2 separate regions of the Zea mays genome follow, and region 1 is linked to region 2. A link is a contact called in public Hi-C data. All regions are on one chromosome and are shown on one strand. Each heading gives the region's core, a stretch centred on a gene start, on an enhancer-like site or on the middle of the called end of the contact. The rest is flanking DNA. Distances are from core to core; before and after follow the strand shown. Region 1 holds the start of LOC100284438. Region 2 holds the start of LOC100283081 (cupin, RmlC-type).

Region 1 (6,815 bases), core at 3,362-5,861, 240 kb before region 2:
TAAATAAGCAAAAATATCGTTGATCACAATAAGTGAAGCAGGCAAAAGAAACCTGAGTAAACATAACATTGTAAATGCGCCAAGTTCATTAATCGTTGCGTAACACAAATTACTTGAGTAAATTAAACAATCGGAACAAATATCTTCCACAATATATATTTAGAGATATGCATCACTAGTCCCATAGAATATTCCAAACTCAACTCGAATTGAAAAAATAAAAGAGAAGAACACTTCCCATGAAAAAAGTACAAAAAGGAAATATCAAGGCACAGAAGTCAGACAGGGGCAGAGCACACTATACCATAAGATATTCTGCAACATCTAACGTGTTACTAAATTGTCCGACCAATCGCCGTTACTCGCAATTAGTCTGGCTTATTGGTCCACGGACCACAAAAATCCACGATTTGGCACTCCAAGGCGACTAGTGCAATTAGAAATCTGATCTTCGAATTAATCATGATTAGTCATCTTATTAGCTCAGGGACAACTAGTAGCCATATGCCTGTGCAGTTTGTAGTTGTGCACTGGTGCTATAGTCTAGTAGCAATACTTAACTACTTAACACAGGTTGGCAAGTAGGCTGCTCAACGAGCCGACTAGCCACCAACTAACTGGACCTGGTCAATTAATTGGATTAGTCAGCTGATCGGTTTACTCATATGGCTATGAAATTAGAAAATGCTGGATGTAATTACAAGCCTTTGCTATCACACAAACTCGTACAGGCCAATACAGCCAACCAAGAGCGTGGTACCAATGTTGCTGAAGTAAAAAATGCAGACTGTAAATGATGTAAAGAGGCACATAGTGTTGGATAATGAAAGTGCAAAACTTTCCTCTCAAATTGAGAGGCTCAAGGTTACTATACTTTTTACAGCTGTACAAAAAATAAGTCAGAATTAAGTCCACAAATTCTAGTGAATCTGCAAGTTTACAGCAGATGAAAGACAAAATTGCAAGATTCATTTTCCGGAAGACATGGATCATGGAAGCTTTCTGATGATGGTGGAAATACCAAATCAATACATGTCTAACCTAAACTGAACAAAAATAGCTAAGCACTCCATATATCCCAAAAATGTTGAAACTCTAAACAGGTTATTCATAAAGGAACGAATCACTTACCAGAATATCCCTTCAAATATGTTTGCCACAGTGAAAGCAGACTGTGCAAAAACTGTTAAAAGTATCATGTGTGTCCAGGCATACTGTTTGAACTGATACTTGTATGTCTTTTTCTTGAGAGTCAAAATAAACCATACAAACCCTGGATCAAAGGAGCCATAAATACTAACTTTTTGCTAGGTACGAACCAGAAATTTATGATAAGCTGGTTATCTGCTATTAAATCATGACTATCAACACATGCAATCAAGTTAAATTCATGATACTTTCCAAGATAACTAGTATGTATGCATGTAACAGTAATCACTTAGGCAGGCAAAGGCATGTATGATCACTTAGTCACTTAGGCAAGCATGTATGAGGGGGACAATACAGGCAGACATTTGCAGACTCATGCCAAATGTGGTGATATGTCCAATGATCAAACCTAATGAAAATAAAATTTTCATCCGCTAATGTTCATACGAAGAATAACACAAAAGCCCAACCATGAATTCTCCCATTAAAATAAAGTGGAACACTACTGGCCAAACAATAACTAGCACAATTTGCGGGGAAAAAAACATTGAAGCAATTATGGGATTCCTTGAACTAAAATCTAGCATAGTAGACTATTATATGTTAGACATTATTGACAGAAAAGGATAGGATATAGTCTATTTTGCCCCCATCCACTCCAAAATGTAGGTTGTTTTGGTTATGTCCTACGAAAGGGCCTCTATGGTTAAGGCTTTTGAGTAGCACCTCCAGGTCCCGGGTTCAATCCCCCTTGGGGGCAAATTTCGGGCTCCCCTCGTCGTGCCCCACCCGCTCTCAGGTTACATCATGCGTGCCACCCTCCGATTGGGCCGTTGCAGAGTGGGCGGTGACGACCCGCTAGTGATGGGGGCCAGAGTTAAGAGATTTTCTCGATCGGGACCATGTTTCGGTCTCTTCTTAATGTAATATCGGGAGGATAGTCTTTCCCTCCTCGTCCGAGTTTTTTTTGGTTATGTCCTAAGTCAAATTTCTCTTACTTTAACAAATTTCTAGAAAAAATATATTATCATCAATACCAAATACTTGAAATATCAAGAACATTTCATGATGAATTTTACAAAACTAATTTCACTTTGTAGATGTTGGTGTATGTTTTCATGAACTTGGTCAAAGTTAGAGAAAAATGACTTACAACTAAGACAAAAATGGCCTACAGGGGGGTATAAGACCTTTTAACACGAGATCAAACTAGAAAAAACAGAATCGCTTTGAATATTCCAAATTGAATATGAAGTTTTTGTAACATATTTACTAGAGGAAATTATTGCATGTTCCATGGGATACTGAGCCTACCTGCAATATAAAGGAAATAGCAGATAAACATCTGATACTTAATTAGGCCACTGACGACCTTATAAAGCAAGTGATCTGAAGTCACTGTATTCACCAGCTGACGACTAAGAAAGCGCCCATAAGTGTACAGCATTGCCGTGAAAAAGAAGTGCCTACAATAGGAAATAATACTTGGGCATAAACGTCACAACAGAAAAAAAAAATACTGTTGAAAAGCATGGCAGCTGTGAAATTGACAAATTTCTGTTTAAACTTGGTAGGATCAAAATGAACCATTGCTTACCAATTCAGGACCCTGAACCCTGGCAGTTGTTTCTCTTCACTGGATTTTCTGAGTAAATTGAAAAGTTCTCTTGCCATGTATATTTGAATCACAACCACCATAGCCCAGATATATAGATGACCCATATAAATAATAAAGGCAAAGCCTCCAATCATCCATACTGTAGAATACGTACGGGTAAGCATTGATTTATATTTGTTCTGATCATTGACAAGCAATGGCTGTCCATTAGCTCTATTCCCATCTGTGGTAGCCTGAAAAAATGACCAAGATTAGTACGTAAAAGAGCACCTGAAACAGGCTGCTGCTCTAGCTTGAACCATGCTTCAGTGTATTAGCTGAAATCTAGAGAGAGAGAGAGAGAGAGAGAGCAGAGCGCAATAAAGAGCAAAAGGAACAAGAAATTACTAACCTCAGTTGGATGTTTGCGACGTCTTACACGTCCTACATGAGAAGCAGAAACATCGCTAGAGCTTGTGTCCCTTTGCATCACTGGTACTCAAAAAGTTACTAAAAAGAAAATAAAAGGCAACAGTCAATCAGACCAGATTTGATTATAAGATGAAATACAAAATGTGTAGAAATCAACACATGTATGAGATAATCTATGGGCATTAGAACTGATTAAAAAATCCTTGGAACAAAACGCTTGATCAGTGCTCTGCTAAAAATTCAATGGTACACTGATTGAACACCGGGCAAGCAAAACTCATTATAACAATAAATCCAAAGGGGTCTCAAACAAAGGGCGTGCGGACAGCAGGTTCAGCTGAAACTGAACCCCAGACAGTTTTGGAAAAAACGAACACAAACCAGTATTACCCAAAAGACAAATTGCTTTAGATGAACTGGAGCACCGTGCCAGTCCTAGGAAGGAATGTTTGGATTTGAGGGACGGTAAAGGAACTAACAAAACGAGCAAGCATCCATCTAACTCCAATCAATCTAGGGTTCCTCGCCACTCCAGAACATCCAACTCCAATCAATCTAGGGTTTCTCACCAAAACAGCTAGGTGCCCTGTTTTAAACGGAGGAGACCTGCAACGGCTGGCTAAGCGCGACCCCGCCAGGCCAGGGTACGGGAAGAGGAATGGAGGAAGGGGATTGGTGTGAGGAGCCGCCTGTGATTACTTTTTCCTCAGTAGTCTCCCGTAACCGTAACCCAGAAAAATACGTAGTGCTTCCTTACTGTGGCACGGAAGTATTTTGTCAAGTCTACTGGCGTTGCCTTGTTCGCGGCTTCCCGCGTCTATACAACGCTAATGATCGGCGCAACAAACAAGCACATCGTTCTCGCGATTATTAATGGGTGCGCGCAACCGCTCATCTAGAGCCGTCCCAAATCGTCTCAATTAACAACCGCGGCACCGTCCAATGAACAGCTGACAATTGCAGTTTGTGATGACATATTCCCCCAAAGCAACGAGTCGCCGCCGGCGCAACAACACAGCCATGAGCTAACCACGTTGGCGCCAACCATCCAGAGCAAGCACGCCATAAGCTGAAGTGCTAAACCGACGCAGTCAGCCTGCAGGAGCAACAGCGAAAAGTAGCGTCACTGGGAGACGGAGATACCTCGAGGTCGCGGAGCAGGAGAGGGTGGCCGGTTCAGAGTTGGAACCAGGGGAGTACGCAGCAGCACAGCCGCCTCGCCGGCGACGGGGGCGACGTGCGTGGAGCGGGATTCTGTGGAGAAACCGCGGGTCCGCGGCCTGCACCGTGCTGCTTCGGGAAGGGCGGAGATGGGAGAGAAGCCTGCGCGAGAGTTGTGGGCTTGTGGCGCTCCGTTTCCCAGCTGCTCCTTGTCGGTCCACGGGAATCAGAATTCGTTCCTTTAACCCCTCTTTTGGCACAGAATCCAAAATGCTTTGCAACCTATCCCAACCATGAATTTATATATTCATCAACTAGTAGGGTATCCAGTAATCATGTATAACGCTGAGTCGGTGAAACAGTTTTCTAAAGGGTGTTTGAATGTACTACAACTAATAGTTAGTTGGCTAAAAAATGTTAGTAAAATTAGCTAGCTAACAATTAACTACCTAACTATTAACTAATTTATCAAAAATAGCTAATAGCTGAACTATTAGCTAGGTTGTTTGGATGTTTCAACTAATTTTAGTCACTAACTATTAGCTCTATTGCATTCAAACACCCCGAGACAACTAAAATACAACGTGATATAATCCCAAGTTTTAGATAATAAATACAATCAAGACACAATATATATAGAGAGTCTGTGTAGAGACGGGCTCTTCAGGAAGAGTCTGTCTCTTGATTTTTACTTAACCCCCTAGAAACTTCTCAAGAGACCCTTCATTTAATTGAGTTGTACATGCCCAAGTACAATAATGGGCTCTAAGCATGCTTACCTGGCATTTTTGCTTATGTAGAAGAGAGACATAAAAAAGTAGAGGGAGTTGGCTCTCATGCAAGAGTTAGGTGCTTCACGGACATCAAGACAAAAGGATGAAAGAGAAAGAGACAAAGGATTCATTTAAGAGCCAACTTTATTATATAAGTAAAAATGTGATATGACACTATAATAAAAATAGTTTTAAAATAAAAAAATCATGTTTTTATGATATTCAGGACATAGAGAGATATAATATATACTAGATAATTAAAACAAGAAGCATATCATTAAGAAAATAAAATTTTATGAAACCTATTTGTACCCTAAAGTTATAGTGTCTATATAAATCAATAGGTGTAAAATTGCTTATAATTTTCAGCATTAAAACTGCTCTAAATATAAGATAATAGACCATTTGACCTATCTTGTTGAAAAAATATACCCAATTGGATTCATTAGTGGTTAGTGCGTTTAGATCAAATTTTTGTTATAATATTTGAACTATGCCCCGATTCAAAATAGGAAAAAGAAGAAGAAAGATCTAACCGAATCAGGTCACTGGTGTGTCAATTCAAACTTTTTAGGCTAAATGATTTGACCAGAAGTTTTGTTCTGGAAATCCGATGAAAACTATTTTCTCATTATTTTAATTAATTATGAGGCTCATGAGGACTAAGGCATGTTTAGAAGCTTAGTATGTTTTTAGTTTTGAAGCAATACTACGCTATTTGATGACTGTAGTATTCAAAGCTAAAATATGTTTCGTTGGTATAGGTAAAACAAAAAATTTAATGTCATGGTTTACCCAAAAATATGGTATTTTGGAGTGACCTCAGTTTTCTCGTGTTCTCTCTACACATACTTGGGTTTTCTAATATAACCGAACAAATTTTAGTTTAAGCAATAATATGGTAAAGTAATAGTATTTCAGTCATATACAATTGTAAACTATGGTATTTTAAAGTTATAGTATTTTAAAATTTTATTATCAAGCATGCCCTAAGGTGGTGTGTGGCGTGGCTCTAGACTAAAACTCTAAGGAAGAACTCGCTAAAGCCAGCCAAACATCCATAGAATTTTGATGGCTACACTAGGAATTTGTGGAGTGTCCCTTTTACTACTCTGAAATCATTAAAAATAAATCAGACATAAGGTTTAAAGTTATTTACCCAACACTGCCACTAATCATGATAAATCAACCTATACTCGAGAGCAGAGTTGTTCCTGAAAGGGAAATGGGCTCGAAACCATTTCTAGATTAGTTTTGTTGTTTGATGACCATCACAACCTCTGGACTAACTAGTTTGCTAAGTGATTGATCACTAGTTCATAAGAATAAGAATTGAAGATTCTAAGTCAGAAAATAGCTCAAACCCAACTATAAAGGGCGTATGTTAGAAAAGATAAACTATTCGTAGTTCAACCATTTGGATAAGTTCTAAATGCCCCTAGGATCTTGTTTGAGCAATCTAGAGAAGCTGGAAATCTCATAGTCAAAAGTTGGTATTTTGGAGCTAAGTTTGAGCCAATATTGGAATATTAGTTAGAGAATTTAAAAAGGTCAAGCTCCATGACTTAGACTAGTTGGCTAGTATCTATATATGTTTGTCTAAGTCATAGGAACACTCTTGAAGACAACCAGATTGAATCAAAGAAGAAAAGCCCAAAAGTACTTAACTCCAACTAGTTTGCGGTGCACCTGAAAGGCAAATG
Region 2 (7,369 bases), core at 2,787-5,286:
GCATCTTGCACTTCAATGTATTCTTGAGATGATGCCAATTCTCAAGCTTCTTAAACCTCCACTTTAATCCTCAACTGAAAGGCTGAAATACAAGTCAATTGATCCACAGACGTGTTTTTGAACACTTGTTGCCTATCCTTGCACCTACCGAAACAACAAGAGTGCATTCCATGAAATTATCCAAGAACAGTCTCATCAAAGCAAAGACAATGAAGAAAACAAAGAAAAACCTCTATGGATATCGCCATAATTAATAAATGATTGATTGATATACAAATCACATAAAATGTACTTCCTCCAACCCAAATTATAAGGTGTTTTGACATTTGTAGATTCATAGCTTTTACCGGGTCTTTAGACATACTATTGTCAGGGCCCAAGAGGGTCCTCTACAGTACCGACGTCACTGTAACACTCCCCTCAGGTAGGTTAGATAAAGATAAGGCTAATTTGGGAGTAGCCCTCTATATAAGGAGAGGGATTGTATCAATTGAAGGTAAGCAAGAGATTAGAAGAAAATCCCTTCTCTCTTGCCGGCCATGAGGAAATCCTTGCGGCTGGTATCCCCGGCGCCCCTAACCCTAGCCGTCGCCCTCTAACCCGCGCAGCCCCCACCTTGTGAACGCACCCACAGTACTGTAGCACCACGACGATCCCTAACAATCTGATATCGGATATGTCAGGCCCTCCATCCACCACCATCCAGCCCTCAGCCTCCTCCGCCGCGCTGCCAATCTCCACACCGTCGGTGCCCAGACCCGCCACATCCTCATCCACAACACCTCCACCTCCCCTCACGCTCGAGTCCTTGGCAGCAGTCGTCCATGAGCTCACGCGATCCGTGGCAACCATACAGACAACATTGGTAGCCACCCTTCTTCCTCCGCAGCAGCATCCACTGCCGCCGACATATTATGCCATGTCATGTACCAGCGCCCCGGCGGCATCATGCCTGCCCATTAATCTATTGCCCATGCCACCTTCGCCTTCCCCTATTCCATCATACACCATGGCTATGGGGGGACCCCAGTACACCATGTCTTTGCCGCAAACACAGATTGCGACATCATGCGCAGTCATCCCTCAGGGAGACTTGCCCCATTACCTCATCTCCATGCCGCCATCGCCATCGCCAATTCCATCGTACGCCCTCTCATCAACGACCGCACCGAAATGCATGATGGCAACGTCTCCTTCACCGACCCCGTCGCTCACCGCCTCCATGCTTGTGTCGCCACAACAGCACTGCGATGACGTCTTCTACGAGGGCGTGGATGGCATCCGGGCATCGACGACACAGCTACAGGTGGCGGCACGCTGCCTCCTAGCGCGTCGGCAAGGACAGTGCCCCATCTTCAAGCGACAATGCCTAGCCATCCCAACAACCTTGCAGCAACTCGTGGAGAGGAAGGCGATTGCGCGTGCGAGTGCCTGCAAGGTGTCTGCGGCGCGTGGCCTCCTAGTGCGTCGCGGCTACAGGAGGTGCGCTAGCAGACGCTCAGGGCAGCCTTGGTGGCGGTTGACCTCGGCACACGGGGGCACGACCTCGCCCAGTCGAACAACCATCAGCAACCGCGTCGACCAGCTATCTACAAGTGCGAGCATGGTGCGTGTCCCGCGGGCAATGAACTCCAATTCTATGGCAGCGGCGGTAGGGAAGGCGCTCCCCTCCTTGTCATCGGCGAGGGCGTACTACTTAGCGCCACCACTTTTCGCTACCAGCCGCCACGAGGGTACCTCCGTTGGTCATTGTTGCGACACATTTCAAGGGGCCATCCATGTGCTCCCCTTTCGTCCAGATGGCGTCCATGGGATCCAGGTAGTTGCACATGTGCAGGTCCAGGGCGCGGAAGGTGTCCGTCTCATCTCAAGGGGTCAAAAAGAGTCGCGATCGGAATAATAAAATAAGTCGAGATATAAAAGGCTTATTTTTAGGTGTTAGGTTTGTATCTAGCAGAGTCATCGTTAGCACCATCGTTAGGTTGCAACTCAAGGACGACCTGCTTGTCCAGGAGGGGTGTAGTGTCAGGGCCCAACAGGTCCTGCTACAGTGCCAACGTCATTGTAGTACACCCCACAGGTAGGTTAGATAAAGATAAGGCTAGTTTGGGATAAGAATAGAATTAGAGATAAGATTAGATCTAGTGTTTAGAGGTCAAGTAACCCTCTCTACATAAGGAGAAGGATTGTATCAATTGAAGGTAATCAAGAGATTAGGATGAAATCCCTTCTCTCTTGCCAGCCATGGGCAAAGCCCTGTGGTTGGCCTCCCCAACGCCCCATCCTTACTTGTTGCACCACGTCCATGGCAGGATCTGCAATCCTATCAACCCACCAGATCCTGATCCCTAGCAACTATATGTCCAGGTGCATAGAAAAACCTATGAATCTAGAAAAGTCAAAACATCTTACAATTTGGAACGGATGGAGTAGTTTGAGAATAGTATAACAAATGCAGACTTCATATTAACATGGATGAAGATTAAATACACTGTAAAAACATAACAACCACACATCAAGATCAGGTGAGTTACAAAATTATGATGTGATTCACTCTTAATAGAAGCTGCTATGTATTCAATTCTACAACAGAGTAGGCAACACAGAGATTTGGTTGCTCTACAATTTGATGACATCCTCCCCTTTGGAGGACATACCGAAAAGCTAAAGCCATCGAGCACATTTACCCTAACAGATGACTGCCTATGCAAAATGCTAATCTAAGTCCACCAGTAAAAAACATAATCACTACAGATTGTAATTTGTAAACACATAAACTAGCTCAAAAAATAAAACTACTGATATCTCAAACAACAATACATGAGGGGAAAAAAGACCTCATGTAGAAAAATATATGAAACATGATATTCCATGAACATATGGGTTAACAACTGCTCCCCATCTGATTGCCACATAAGCCAAGGCACAATCATTCATTTAAAATGTCCCACCAAGATTGATCTCAAGGCCACAGGACACAATCACCACCACAAACATCAACATTAATCACATCACTTCTACCTCCGATCAAATACCATTACAAAGATTATTGTCGCATGCATGTCTGGCGTTTAATTAAAGTATCAAACATCAGACATACCAACAGGACCACATTAGACCAAAGCGACCACACCCCCAAAACTAGTGAGTTACTGAGTTCCCAATTGTTACACAAATTCAGTGTATCAATGTCAAAAAAATCCACTACCACACGTTCACTGCATTTTGATTATAATAACTGGGCAACCTGGCCAAACTGTAGTACAATGTTTTCAGACCTAATAAGCATCAAATGATATTAATTGAGTGGAACTGGAAGAACAAAAAAATGCTGTCATAATTTCGAAAGGTTTGATCTCGTTATTCGCACAAACCGTTCATCCTTCGTCAGTCTAATCTAATACTCTAATTCAAAAACACAATCCCTTGTCGAACAATCTCCAAATCTAAGGACACGTCAAGGAGAGGAACAGGGGAGGCCAATACCTATAGCCGCCGCCTGACACGGGCCTTCTCTTCTTGCACGCTCTCGTCCTCTCTTTGCCCGCGTAGCCGCTGGCCCGCCGCTCCGTCTCCTAGATAGGGTTAGCGCCAGCGCATGCAAGGGGTTGAGGTGACGCACGCGCGCTGCCTTGTAGGGGTCGAGCACTTGGGGAAGTCGACTGGACCGCTGTTGGAGTATGGGCAGGGCACTTGGGAATAACGCAAACCGAGGCAGCAGATCCCACCCACGCACCTTTGGAGGCCAGAGCCTCACCTAGGCACTAGGCAGGACGAGGCGAGACGGGGCCTGAATCTCTCGGGGGATCCGAGGAGCAGCGTCGGCGGATTGGGCGCGTAGGCGAGCGCCACCGCAAGCGGCTAGGTGTCGTGGCCGCCGCGTCCGATCCGACGCCGCGAGGCATCAGCAGCGCCTCCTCGCCATGAGGGGCGAGTCGGGGAGGAAGGGACAGGGGCTTTACACTGTGGTCGGGGAGGCGCCGAGGAGGGGTGAGAGCGAGACGCGAGGATGCCTTGGCTCGAAACGGGTCATTTCTCTTCTGTAAGCAATTTCTGCTGCTGCGCGTCATCTTTTTTATGAGACGGAGTGGAGAGTGTACTAGGTGATGGGCTGTGGACCCCGCGCCCAGCAGCGTGGTCGCGGAGGCCAAGTGCCATGTACTAGCCGTCGACATGCGATGCCCAAGCCGGTGACATGACATCACATGCGGACCCCGGGCGCGGGCCACGCGGTCCTCCGTAGGCGAGGTGCTGGTCGTCTGGGAGGGTGCTGGTCAGGACATTCTGCGAGGTGGTGCACGGACCAGGTTCAGGAGCGAGGAGCCGCTGTTCGTGTCCTGGCCCTCGCGTACGCTGAAGGGGTAGTGAGTAGTGTGGGTGAACCGTGCACGCACGCGGGGCAGGGCGGCTGCGGGCTGCGGCACGTGAGCGGTGAGCCCGCAGGCCGCAGTGGCGCAGCGGGTGGGACCAGCCGCTTCCTGGCGCAGTAAAATCTTGCAGCTAAGGGCTGCAGCCTGCAGCCACTCGCGCTGTGCAGCAATGAGAGGCGAGCAGACACAAAATGTACGGCGTGGCACCCATACCGCCAATCAGTCTATGACATGTGGGACCAGCATGTCACGGGATGCATGTGTCCAAACCAAAGACTATCGATGTTCTGTTCTCTGGGGGAAGACTACAAAAACAACCCGCCCGTGCTCATTTTACAATTGGAACGCATTCGTCGCGCCACCGCACCCAGCAGCGCGCGACCTGCCGGCTGCCGCCTACCTAGCCAGCGGGAGCGGGCCTCGTTCTCCGCACGTCTGTTTCGGCTGTCTCCCCACGAAAACGAGTCATCGGCCTCGCCTAGAGATGGCAATGGGGACCCGATCCTCGATTCCCCGCGGGGAATTCCTCTATTAGGGAACGGGGATGGGAAAATTTCTTCCCCCACGGGGATGTAAACGGGGAAATTTTCTCCCCCGACGGGTAAACGGGGATGGGGATGGGGAAGCATTCCCCATCCCCGTTCCCCGCGGGGACCCGTTAAACTTACATGTGACGATGTTTTCATATAATAGTTAATGATAAAAAATAAATAATTATCTTGCCAAGAGATCACTAGTTGTACAAATACGTTCATTTTAATGTACACATAATGATTTTTACATCTAACAATGTGTATAAGTGAAAATGTTTTACATTAATAACAAATGAAGTACGATCTAATTATAATTTATGCGGGGACGGGGATCCCCGATGGGGATTTATCCCCGCGGGTAACGGGGATGGGGAAGAAATGTCCCCCGCAAGCGTTCGTGGGGATCCCCACGGGGAAGTTTTTTCGTCGCGGGGACGGGGATGGGGAGCCAAAACCCGACGGGGAATTCCCCGTTGCCATCTCTAGCCTCGCCCTTCCCGTTACCGTACGGCGCCGGACCACACCGGCACACCCATTGCATTGAGGCCGGTATAGGACGGCGGTTTCAGTGGAGCGCACTGTACGATGCCGAGCTAGAATAGGCTTTTACATGCAGCACTAGCAGAAGGGCGCAGACGAACAGGTGTCCGCGCGCCGGAAACGGACGGCGAGCAGCGCTGCGTCGTGTAGTCCCCGCATCGGATTCGGGTGGCGACCGGGGTGGTTGGGTCACCGGGGGTCGGGGGTCAGCCGGTCAGGACAGACAGGAGGTGGGATCGAGAATCGAGGGAAAGGAACGGACGCGCTTCGTTCGTTGAATTGGGTCGCGGGACTTGGGAAATGCGCGCTCGGCCCCAAGCGGCAACACCCTGCATTCGTGGCATTGGCAATTGGCATGGCACATCGGGTCGGTTCGTCGAATCGGGATGATGCACTGGTGCATTTACGGTCAACAGGAATACTAGCTCCATCGTAATATTATGGCTAGCACATCGTGAATATAGTCATAAAAAATACTATCTTATACTATATTTGTATTATTTATAGTAAAGTTTAAAATTTAAAATAAGAACAAGTAAATTACTGGGATAGGCTAATAATGTGTTTATCTTATATTTAAAGAAGTGAAACGGTTCTGACTCTAGTCACATATATAGAAAACGATACTAGTATTTATGATATAAAATAGATATTATTATGTTAATTATACCATACTCTCTTTATCTTTAGAAGAATGATTTTTTATGTTTATGATGCAGAATAAACATTAATATATTAATTATACCATACTCTCCTTATCTTTAAAATAATAAATTTCTATACTAAAGGTTTATCTTGCAATAAAGTAACTTATAGACTTTCACCATCCATTATACTTTTTTTAAGTTTACAACAGTGAATGTATTCAAAATATGTTTGGTATTTTTTTGAAGCTGATGAATCTAGTGGTATTTTTTAATAGTCTATTAGTACCACGTGCACGTATTTGACAGTATATTAGTTGGTGTCCTAAGGGTCAAATACCAAACATGTCTATACGTTATAAGCTCATGTATAATCTGTTTGGTGATTATTTAAATACGTATTTTTCTCAGAGATAATGAGATAGCAAATTTTGCTAGAGCGCTTCTATTTTTTTTCTAAAGCTCACTCTCGAAATCATCGTTTGGATATCTATTTGTATAAAAAAAAATTGACTCGGTTCAATATCCATTTTTTTATACTATCATTATCTCATTGATTAGGGCATATAATTTTTTTGGCATGGTCTTTAAAGAAATTTTTTGAACATTCACATCAACAAATACAAAAATGATGTTTTCTTAAGTTACTTTTGTGTATGAATCCAAATATATAGCATGCATACACTAAAATGTATTTTTGACTAAATGTTACGCTATACCTAGCAGTTCGTGTACCCGATTGTGGATGCACAATCGTATTCAAGTGTTCATGCTTCCAGCAGATTGTGAACGAGAACACATAAAATGAGCACTCAGACGTGTATATATGTGTTTCTCTCTTCTATGTAGTGATGATGCACATACTTATGAACGCTCTATTTTTTTTTGCACAGTCGCATGCATCCGCGAACTTCGCATACTGCACATCCACATAGGAGAGCTAGAGTCAGCCTTAGTCAACGATTTAAGATTTTCCAAATATGTGCACACCTTAATCAATGGGATGGGGGAGTATTTATATGCATATTAGAGGGCTAATTTACCATCCATATTTTAGGTAGCTACAAATCTAAAAGGAATATGACTAAAGAACTTGTTGGAGGATATTGTTCTACGAAAAACTTCATTCACAGTAACTATAAATAATATAAAGGGTAAGGTCTTGTATTTATACAAATCAATTGTGCGTGCCAATGCGTGGCTTTTCGGAATGAGTCCGGAACAGTGTAAAGAGATGCTTTTATCATACAACTCGATTTTTAACAATCAGCCGAACTAACCG

Evidence for each region. Hi-C and Micro-C count contacts between places; a contact is called where the count stands out from the background.
Region 1: a contact with region 2 is called in a Hi-C map of leaf, with 3 times the contacts expected there. The contact joins the promoter of LOC100284438 here to the promoter of LOC100283081 in region 2. A contact is called at or near these places in 2 of 25 Hi-C or Micro-C datasets (both in leaf).

What each region holds. Positions count from the first base shown.
Region 1 is chr3:200,979,969-200,986,783 of Zm-B73-REFERENCE-NAM-5.0, reverse strand. LOC100284438 reads right to left here and starts at 4,611. Exons shown (of 13, transcript NR_182104.1): 1 at 4,322-4,611; 2 at 3,159-3,256; 3 at 2,747-3,000; 4 at 2,464-2,615; 5 at 1,132-1,273; 6 at 1-52.
Region 2 is chr3:200,739,506-200,746,874 of Zm-B73-REFERENCE-NAM-5.0, reverse strand. LOC100283081 (cupin, RmlC-type) reads right to left here and starts at 4,036. Exons shown (of 6, transcript NM_001155983.1): 1 at 3,487-4,036; 2 at 1-144. The coding sequence starts at 4. It overlaps LOC103651186 (mucin-5AC-like), which reads left to right and starts at 154. Exons shown (of 1, transcript XM_008676802.2): 1 at 154-3,039. The coding sequence starts at 677. The coding sequence ends at 1,900.